2 separate regions of the Zea mays genome follow, and region 1 is linked to region 2. A link is a contact called in public Hi-C data. All regions are on one chromosome and are shown on one strand. Each heading gives the region's core, a stretch centred on a gene start, on an enhancer-like site or on the middle of the called end of the contact. The rest is flanking DNA. Distances are from core to core; before and after follow the strand shown.

Region 1 (5,544 bases), core at 2,455-4,954, 390 kb before region 2:
ACAATAATAATGAAACATGATCATAATTCAGTATACCTTTAATCCTAAAACCAAGTAGAGCAGTAGCAAGACTACCCAATTGTTCATTTGTTTGCAAGGTGTGGGGTAAACAAAACTAGGGTAACCTATTGGGTCCCATCAAATTAACCTGAGAATGTCACAGTGATTAACAAGAACATTATTAGGTAAAGAAGAGTGATCAAGGGCACAACTTGCCTATGACTTGAGTTTCCAGGTACTTCACCAAGTTGGTCTTCGGTGTCATGTAACCTCGCTGCTACTCGTAGCAATACATACAAATACACAAGAAGTACATAAAAATAATTGTACACCAAACATGAAAACAAACAATGTAAGAATATTCTACGCATTGCTACGAGATTGTAGGTTTGAGAACACTAAATTCGGAGTTATGGTTGAAAAGATATGGTTTTCCAGAGTTTGTAGGTGATATATATTCTATGTTGATTACTCTAAATCATGTGAGGAGAATATAATTAACTCGTCTCTAATCTATGTTATAACCTGATTAGAGATCATATTACAGTCACATTATAATTATGGACATGTTAACCTTGAATTTGAAGAGTTAATAAACATAGGTCAAATCTCTACTACTTATTAAGGCTGCAAGAGTAGTCGGCCATTCCGTGTTCTGCCATCATTCCTGTTCTGCCATTCCCGTTCTGCCACCATTCCCATTCCTTGTTCTGTGTTTTCATTCCTATTCTTTGTTCTGTCTTTCTCATTCCCCCCTCCCTGCAAAGCTCATTCCCATTCTCATTTTCCCGTATAACCCACGTCTATCTAAAATTAAAAAAACACATGTCCTCAAGGGGATTTGAACCCGTGACCTCTCAAGCAAAGGCCAAGAGTAGCTACCGCTACACCACATGTGTGTTTATGTCTGCATCTATGACAGGAAACACATCTACTACATCTCTCACCAAGCTCACTTGCTACCCTTGCACAATGCATAGTAGTAAATAAGTATCACCGAGATTCTTGAATTATATTTTTGGATGGAGGTAATATTATTTAAAGAAGAGCTTTACATGCAATTTCTTTTGTTTGAATAATGTTTTATACTTAAATTCCCTTTTTGCATGTGTGACATTTTTTCTTCGTAATATTTTTTCCATGGATCAAACTTGTGAGTCATTTTCATAAACCAACGCCAAGCATGAATCCATGTTTCTTACTTGAAACCCCGAACAAACACCATGAGCAGGAGGCACTTGTGTTGGCATCGCTCATCGATGACGAGAAGAAGCTTGACGACTGTCAGTTCGACCTCTAGAAGCAGTCCTAAGTGGTCGCATGCGCCGCTGTGTACGACAAGCTCCCGCGAAGCAGCCGCTTGGACGCGGTCCAGAGCAGCTGCACCGCGTTGTCCATCGTTAAGCAGGGGACCTCATGGTTGTAGCCAACGTCAACGACTCTCGGGTTGTTCTGGACACCGCATCCAACGACGACGCCATCACGCCGTCCAGCTCATCGTCCACCTGAAGCCTAGCCTGCCACGTAAGTCGCTACTGACCGGACATGAATTCTTGTGCGCTAAGATGATGGACGTTGCTGACGTTATGTGAGTGTCCTCGAACATGATGTATGTAGTGGAGTAGCGTATCCGGTGGTGCAACGGTCAGGGGTACTATCTCGCTGATGATCCCGGGGTGCACTTCGTTTGGCAGCCCAACCAAGAGTCATCGGTACTCTCGTCATGTCGCGCGCGTTCGACGACTACTATATCGAGGATTGTGGCGTCATCTTGGCGTGGGAGCCTGGAGGTGATGTAGAGGAGGATCGACAACAGTGACCAGTTCGTCATCCTCGCCACCGTCAGGGTAGCTTTTGTGTCGGTCTGCCTTTAATTCTCTTCGCAAACACACACACTTACCTTTTTGTTTAAGCAAGAGCGTATGGTGGTGCGTGTCTGAGGACTAACGATGTATGAGGGAATTTCTTCCGGCATGTGTGGAATGTGCTCTCCAATGATGAGACCATACAGATCGTGGCATATATCGAAGTCTGCATGATACTGATGGTTGCAATGTAGTGGTGAAACAACTAGATTAAAATAACAAAATTTATGTATGGCTAGGATCATAAATTGATTATGAAACATTTTCTCATAACAGTATAACACACATTTTGTATATAAGTTATCGTAGTATACTGGTATTATATATTTCCGTCGCAACGCACGGGCACTCAGCTAGTAAATATCTAATTATAAAAATATGGGTTATGGTACAAATGACGTTGTTATTTTGTAGACAATTTCATTACGAAACTAACGCAACTGGATCGATCAAAAGGAGTTAAATGTATTAGTTATGCATTTTTCAAAGGTTTTTAGAAATAATTTTGCATTAAAAATCTTTTTTGAATTAATTTTATCAATAAACAGAATTTGATGGATTGCGACCACCATTTTATAAAGGGGTTTTTAAGCTGGTGCCCTCAGTTCTGCTAGTGTATTCATTTTTACGCTTAGTCATGTTTTTTTGCTTAGTTTTGCCCTTCTAGTGCTATAGAGCAGAAGGGCAAAACCGAGCAAAAAACATGACTAATGGTAAAAATGAGGACACCAGCACAACTGAGGGCACCAGCTTAAAAACCCCTTTTATAAAAGAACAGGGGGTTACTCTGTAAATTACAGAGCCTTGTTGAAAGGGTTTTGACCTGAACTGGACCGCGGGTTGATTTGTAAAAAGTGCAGGGGCTCTATAGCAAAAGTTCATGGCGGCTTTACATGCAGTCGGTCTAAGCCATCCGATCCGAAACAGACGGATCAGATTCGATCACCAAGCGTGTGAATCGATACGCGTCGGTCACTGCAGGATCAAAGATCCACGGCTAGAAAGCCCTCTCTCCCTTAACGGCTCCCACCCTTGGATCCAATGCCCACGACCTATCCAATGGCATCTAGCAACAAGCCGAACCGACACGCCCCCACCCCTTGGATCGAAAATCAACGGCCTATACCTATCCGGTCGAACGATTACGCGAGATACCATCCCCACCGTTCCTAGCTGATCCAACAGCACACACCCTTTCTTCCCCCATCACCAAAGCCAGTGATTGCCATTCACGCCCATGGATTGGCACAACGGGACTCTTACGGTCTTACCCACAGCATCTCGCGGCTATGTGGTGCGACCCCGACGGAGAGCTACGACACATGCCCCCCGGTGAACTCTAATCGAATCCGAAGGGTTCTACTCATGGAATAGGCGAGAGCCAAACGATTAAGGAGGTCCTCACAGCGATTCATGGCGTAGATGTCGCTGACCACACTGAGCCATCGCACGGAGGATGTCCTCGACATCAGTGAGAAATTCCCATGCCTAGCTCAACAACGAAGTTCCCTAACGTTCTCCATAGACTCTCCTCAACTTGGCGAACTTCTGACTGCCATGGCCAAGGTTTGCGAGACGACGCGCGCGTGAGTTGCGCATGGTGGCGGGCGGCGGTCTGGTGAAGCTCTATGTGCTCCCCATTGGCAGCACTGCCATCTCGGCATGGCGCATGGTCACGATGCACGATGGCCAGGGGATTGGGGCGGCTAGGATTTATACTACTGATGAAGAAAATCCAACGGACATCTTGCGGTTGAACGAACGAACTCAACGTGGGGAGGGAGGTGAAAGATCTGACGGCTCGGACCTATGCGTCATCGACCCTAAGCGAGGCAGTGCAGATTGACAGGCGGGCTCCACCCATCAGTGGGTGCCTACGGTGCACTGCTGTGGGGGATGGGCCGTCCACAACAGATTTGGCCCAGGAAGCGCAGGTAAGGGTATTTTTTCCTTTTATTTCTGTGTTCAATTTAAATTTCAATTTTCAAATCACTTTCAAATATGAGTTGGTGTTTCAGCTTCAATCTAAATGCACAACCAATGAAAAGCTCAGGATGCAATGCAAAGTAAGCTATATTTTTACATATTAGTTGTTTTATTCATTTAGCTAACTACATCTCAACATATGATTCATGGAATAATAATTTACTTAAGCAAATAATCGAGGAGTCTTTTATTATTTCTTTTTGGAGTTTTTCTATTTAATACGAGTTTGAAAGTTAAAATATAAATCAAATCTATTTTAGAAAATAAGTTTAAAGGTTACAAAAATCTTTCATAAGAAAATTTTAATCCAAATTCTTTAAAGAACTTTTCTAATCATAAAAATAGGATTTTAGGGTGTAATAAATATTAGGTAAAGAAAAGCGATCAAGGGCACAACTTGCCTTATACTTGCAACACTAGGTACTTCTCCAAAGTTGATCTTCAAATTTCTCGTGACCTCTCTTCTATTCGTAGCAATACATATAAATCAACAAATAATGGGTATAATAACATTTCCCCAAACATGAGAGCAAATAGCGTGAGAATGTTCTACGCGCCACTAAGAGATCGTAGGTTCGAGAACCATTAAAATCAGAGTTAAAACGAAGAATTTATGGATAAAACGATATTTTAGGCACAATAAATCTAATAGATGAGATCTAATAGATACTGTATTTAAACTAAGCAGGTATTAAATTAAAATATTTGAGTTGGTATTAATCATTAACAATTATTTATAAAATACGTAGGTTATAATTATAAATTAGATTAACTAGATTATCTAGCTAGTTAATATTAATTAGTTAAACAAAACATGTGGCATAATTAAAATAATATTATTACTACGTACACAAAAATTAATATGAACCTAACACAACTTGAACAGATTAAAACAAATTATTTGACCTATAAGTTATCATATTTTTAATAAATTAGTAGGGCTGCATAGAAATATTTTACATGACGATGGGAAAGGTTTGTTTACAAAGGCATGACCTAGCTGTTGCCAACTTATCATGAATGTAGCTACTATTAAATTCATGCTGCATGACAGTCTTGCATGTAAAAGGTCCTATGGTGGTGGTTATCTATTAGGCAAGAAGCGTCAATTCTATTTGGTGGAAAAGACCTCTAATCTATCACTAACTTACCATCCAATCAAGCCCTTCAATCTTGTGTTGCTGCTGGTCATCTCTGTTTTTGACGAGGAAACGGAGATCTAATTGACGAACCGGAAGCACGGTGACAAAGCTCACACCGAGCTGGTCATGGCGATGTTCTAGGGAATATGAACAGACAGAGAGAAATTCCTCGCTGGAGTTCTCGCTAGAGTTTGGGCGGGAGTCAAACTTCGGCGAGTTGATCATGGAGGCTTATGGCTGCGAGCTTAATTGACGGCGGGCTGCTGTGGCTTGGATGGCGGCGGCGCTGCTGCGAGGCTATATGTAATATCCCAAAACAATTGTTGCCAAAGGTTGATCTTCGGTGCGTGGATGTGGGAAAAGGATTGTGGGCCGTTGGATGCTAAGTCAGAGTCATCTGTGGCGTCGCTTCTTTTCTCCCGCAAAGAAACCCTAGTGGTGGCCTTTTCCCCCTTTTGCCCCTACTTGCCCGCCACCCCTTCCCCCCCTCCCACACTTGGCCGCCCCTCCCCCCTTTCCCCTTGGTCTGGCCGTCCTCTCCTCTCATGGAA
Region 2 (5,625 bases), core at 739-3,238:
GAACCAATTTGTTTTTAAGTCATTTTTAGAGTTGGAAACTTGCCAAACACATTTTGGAGCTATTTTCTACTAGGATAAGCCACATCTATATATGAGAGAGAAATGACTGATTGAGATACCCAATATACAATGAAAAAACAATCTATTACGTATCTTTAAACTTTAATGATATTCTTTATCGTTTGATCCGATGGTCATAGACGATGCTCTAGGTTTGTTAGACGACCTAAAGCAACCCAATGATGTCCTTGGCCTGATAGGATTTCTTTGAGACGAAAGCTTCGACAATTACTTTGCTAGTTATTCGGAAACCAGTCGTTCTTTGTTGCGTAAGCACATTTGATTATCCTTTGGTACTTTACGTATAAGTATATTCGTTTTTCACTATGTAAGTATGATACCTTCACTATGATTTTTAGTATGTGCCAAGTGGCAACCCAAACGATATAGCTCTATCTTATATATGATCTAACGGGATGTCAAGAAAAATCTATTGTAGCTTTGTACTTTTGGTTGCATCTAACATGCATGGATGTCCTATTTATCTCCAGTATCGTAAAGCACGAGCGCACGATACTACTATAGTAGACCTGTTCAAACATCGAATCGGATTAAGATCAAGTCTTGACTTATTTGGCACAGTCTATGTCTAATGTCATGTTGGATTGTCTCATGCCTCTTTGTTAGACGAGTCGAGTCAAGTTGGATCAAGGTTTTTTTGGCTTTGAGTTGAGTTTTTTCAGGTTGAGTCAACTTTTGGGTCAAAAATGGTTCATAATCGTTACGTGAATTATTATGGGTCAAAAACTATGTCCTATATATCGAATTAGTGATTAGATTAACTTTTTTGCAGAGATCGAATCGGGATGGTTAGTTCGGACGGTCGATGTTTAGATAGTGCTCACTACTCAGCAACATTGTTTTATAATATAAATTGTACTATCTATACTTACTCTATTAAGAATCTAATGTGGGCACATATGCTACCACGGCTTCACCCTGCAAAAAATAGTGCAAAGCAAGCAATTGAACCCACACCCCTACTATAGAAATTTGGGACTAACCATCAGACCACACATACCTTAGGGCTCGTTTGGTAGAGCTCCGCTTCATGATTCTCTAGCTCTAAGAACTGATTTTTTAATAGAGTGATTCTGAGTGATTCTCCACGGAAGTGAATCTATTTGACGAAAATTGTTTGACAAATATGATGTGAAGTGATTCCTAAGGGGTTAGAGTGTGGAGCAGGTTGGGAGTGGTGGAAAGCAGGTGTTTTTGGCTCCCACTTTCTAGTATAAAGTAGAGACTAGATTCACTTCACTCCCACCATGAAGTAGTTTAGATTTTTATCGTTTGGCTCAGTAGGAGATTCTCACTGGCAGCGGAACTGTGGGAGCTCTGTCGCTCTTAGAGCATCTCCAAGAGACTCTTCATTTTTTGTTCTCTATTTGACTATCTATTTAAGTTTTTATAAAGATTACACTCTATATATAACATCTTAGTCCAACAGACTATCTATCTAGTTTGGGTAGTCAGGTGGCTAGCCAAATTTAACTAGTGAGAGAGTCAATTTAGAGAGTCAGATAGCTAGTCTGTTGGAGATTTATTTGCTATTGAGTAGCCAAAATTTGGTTTGGCAAGTTATTTAGCTAGTCTCTTGGAGGTGCTTTTACTGTTTAAAAATAAGTAATTATTATATTAAAATAAATATTTTAATATGTATTTATATGATATAACAACCGTAATAAAGCATGCACGCAACTGACTAGTTTATTTATTATAGAGTAAAGTTTAAAATATAGATAGGAATATACGGTGGAACAATAGGAGCCTCCTGGTGCTCGAGTTCTGATCCGAGAGCCATACGCCATCCAGATTCAACGAACGCCGTCGGCCTCCGCTCCGTGCCACGTCCCGTGCACCAGCCATCCCCGTGAGGCCCTCACCTGCAGTGACACGGTCCACCTTGGACCAGGCGCCCCGAGCTGTTCCTCTGCGACAGCAACCTTGCGTGCATAAAGCCAGCCACCAGCCAGGCAGCCGCCATCTCCAGCGGCTTCTTCCAAAGCTCCAACTCCGACGAGAACCGCCACTCCTCGAAATCTCGAAGGATTTTCTGCGGCGAACCCGTACGTTTCCTATCGCTGTTCTCGCTTGTTCGCTGGGGAATCAAACCAAATCACTGTTGGTGTTTCTATCTTGGATATAAGTTCTCATCCCCTTCCCCCCATCCGCCCCTTGGATTTGCAGCTTCGTGACGTGACCCAATGGGAGAGGCCTCGCCGTCGATCGCCAAGGACGTCACCGAGGTGGGTGCCGCCACCCATTTCGTCCCGATTTCCGCCGCCTTCTTTCGTGGGGCAGATTCGGTTATTTTTCGGGTATGGTCCTGTAGAAGCTAAATCTTTTGTGATGCCTAGTTGATCGGGAACACGCCGCTGGTGTACCTCAACAAGGTGACCGATGGGTGCGTCGGCCGCGTCGCCGCCAAGCTCGAGTCCATGGAGCCCTGCTCCAGCGTCAAGGATAGGTAGTGCTTCTGGCTCTGAAGGAGCTCTCCCACTCCCCACCCCTGCTACTGTAGCACGAGGGGTGACGGTCTTTCTTCTTTCTCTGACCGAATGCTCTTTTTTTTCAACTTCAGGGATGTTTTGCTTCTGTAAAAAATCATATTTCTCCTTATTATTTTGAGTGTATATTAACTTCAGGTCGATGTCTCGCTAGAGTATTGCACTAATGATTTTAACCTTTTCCCCTTATCATTTGACTGAAAGTTATGTTCTTCCTTTTACCTTACTTCAGTATCTCGACCTTAAATATTGTATCTGCGTGATGTATTTGTGCAGGATTGGCTACAGCATGATCACGGACGCAGAGGAGAAAGGGCTGATTACTCCAGGCGTGGTGGGTAACTGAACCTTTAGGAGCATATTCTTTGTCGTTCCTGTCCTAGGGAAATAGATTGGGCTCTCGATTTGCCCAATGCCCACTGCCTTATATTATATTCAACTGGAACGCTAATTTTGTATAGCCTAATCCAGAAGCATGAGCTGGCTGCCATTTTCATCCTCAAGCATCACGCTTGCATGAGAAAGTTATCTAATGTGGTTGTCTGGGTCTCCATATCAGGCGGTTGTTTCGGGATTATTAGTTTATTCTGCATTGCTTTGTACCTAGTAGTGTCTTCATGGAGCAGATGCTTCATTTAAAAGTGTTTGCTCTGATCTGTTCAACTGTTAGATAGAGTACAACGGACATCACTAACATAGTGCTTTGAACCTTTGTTTAATGGAGTATATATATTTTAATTTTTAAGTACAAGAAGCAAGCTTGCTTTATATATTTTCTTAGAGGAAGGCAAATCGATTTCTTCCTTCTCCATTTCGGTTGCAATTATAACCTACAGTTGTTGGATAGCTCTTCCCCCATCCTACAGCAGCATACAGCTCCTAGTTCTCGATGAAGAATCCAATTGTTATTATTATCCTGCATCGGAAATGACCTAGCGGCCATTGTGCCTAACCTGGTATTGTTAACTCCCATCTTAGAAAAAAAACATTTTGAATTGTTCTGGCACAAAACAGAAGCCTTTTTGTTTGGCTTGATAGGTGGTGGTAGAATGACCTGCTAGAGTGTCTTATCTAGTTTTGACCATCTATGAGATTAAAAATTATTGTTTTTCTATACATGGTGTAACCAAGTCTCTATAGCAGTTTCAGCAAGGGAGTTAAGTAATAAATTTCAGAATGTTCATATTAGAGAGTAGTACTAATATTTCGTTTTCCATTTCAATTTTGCCAGAGTGTTCTGATTGAACCAACTAGCGGCAACACAGGCATTGGACTGGCCTTTATGGCTGCTGCCAAGGGCTACAAACTTACACTCACAATGCCTGCCTCCATGAGCATGGAGAGGAGGATCATATTGAAGGCTTTTGGTGCTGAACTTGTCCTTACTGACCCACTCTTGGGAATGAAAGGAGCTGTCAAGAAAGCGGAAGAGATACAAGCAAAGACACCCAACTCGTACATTCTTCAACAATTTGAAAATCCAGCTAACCCAAAGGTGCAACATAACATATCATTTGTTTTCAGTCAACTTTCTGTTGGCCATGTTGACGTTTCTTTCTGAATTCTCATGCTGAAATATGTTATGCAGATTCACTATGAGACTACTGGGCCTGAAATCTGGAAAGCTACAGCAGGAAAAATTGATGGCCTTGTATCTGGTATCGGGACAGGAGGTACCATCACCGGTACTGGGCGATACCTCAGAGAGCAAAATCCTAATGTCAAGGTAAGTATGTGTGGCAGTTTTAGCTGACACCTTGATAATTGTTTTTTTTTTTCACGGTACCAAACGAGTTAGATGTTATTTATTTATTTATCTTTATGCAGCTCTATGGTGTGGAGCCAGTGGAGAGTGCTGTTTTGAATGGTGGAAAACCTGGTAATTTTTTGCATCTTGAATATGTTCCAATGTACATTGTTTTTTTATTGTTATGAGTGTATGGTAGTATAAATTTCTTAGTGCGCTTTGATTTCCCATGGTTACCAAAATCTAAGAAAATTGCATAACTTTCCCTTTTATTATTTGCTTTGCTTGACTCACCGGTTCGTGTGTTCGAAGCAGCCTCTCCGCATTTGCGGTAAGGCTTGTTTCGGTTTATCCTTTCCCTGGCCCCACTCATGTGGGAGCCTCTGGCACTGGGTCTGCCCTTTTTTCTTAGCACTTGGGCATGTGCATGTGAAGTATTTTAAAATGATGGAGATATAACAGATGGTATCCAGGTAGTTGTGGACTTGTGGTTTGAAACAAGAATTATCAGATAGCTAATAATTTCTGATGTGACCCTTGTAAGGAGGCCTTTTTTTTTTGGGGGGGGGGGGGGGGTCAACTATACAAATACAGATCTCTTTTGTTGAAATGACCTTGTGAACCATTTTCTGCCAACAAATTATTGATGCTGCTTGTTTTGGACTCATGAGATTTAAGTGCTCATAATGCAGGACCACACAAGATTCAAGGAATTGGAGCTGGTTTTATCCCTGGAGTCTTGGATGTTGATCTCCTTGATGAAACTCTACAGGTATGTTCTCCTGTATTAAGTTGGGCTGTAGAAAGGAGTAAAGGACATACTACCTCTGATCTCATGTATAAGTCCGTTTAGAATTGTTGGTTACAGTTTTTTTAGCTTTGACCATTGATTTCTAAGAACCATATGGAGGCATCATAAGATTGTTATTGCTAGATTTATCATGAAAAATATTTGTGTAATAACTTTTTTTCTATTTTATTGAAAAAAGTATATATTCATAGTATATTAGTCAAAGTGCTCCACTGGAGATCATACCAATATCATTTCAGACATATTTGGGATCATAGGAAGTAAATAAACAAGCATGCTATCTTTTACTCTTTGGTTACAAGTACTGATTTTCCCTCATCAACAGAATTGTTTGGTTGCAAGTACTGATTTTCCCTCATCAACAGAATTGTTTGGTTGATCAACATTTATCTTTATGTTGTACTCGCACGTCTTTGCGTTTGCTTTCTTTTAAGTGGCATAACCTTTTGGCGCATTTAATTGTTTCCAGGTTTCAAGTGATGAAGCTATCGAGACTG

The links. Hi-C and Micro-C count contacts between places; a contact is called where the count stands out from the background.
Region 1: a contact with region 2 is called in a Hi-C map of tassel, with 4 times the contacts expected there. The contact joins the enhancer-like site here to the promoter of LOC542438 in region 2. A contact is called at or near these places in 3 of 25 Hi-C or Micro-C datasets (ear, leaf and tassel).

What each region holds. Positions count from the first base shown.
Region 1 is chr1:181,514,466-181,520,009 of Zm-B73-REFERENCE-NAM-5.0, reverse strand. No RefSeq gene overlaps it. Among protein-coding and RNA genes, the nearest start is that of LOC103640634, 22 kb to the right of the region's middle. Within about 2 kb of position 3,704, at least 17 of the 20 cell types and tissues checked have an H3K27ac peak or open chromatin away from gene starts, as enhancers often do. A contact at or near this core is called in ear, leaf and tassel, where this site is marked.
Region 2 is chr1:181,120,303-181,125,927 of Zm-B73-REFERENCE-NAM-5.0, reverse strand. It overlaps LOC542438 (cysteine synthase 2), which reads left to right and starts at 1,988. Exons shown (of 11, transcript NM_001111999.2): 1 at 1,988-2,129; 2 at 2,251-2,309; 3 at 2,421-2,530; 4 at 2,847-2,904; 5 at 3,802-4,065; 6 at 4,159-4,296; 7 at 4,398-4,449; 8 at 5,010-5,089; 9 at 5,598-5,625. The coding sequence starts at 2,268.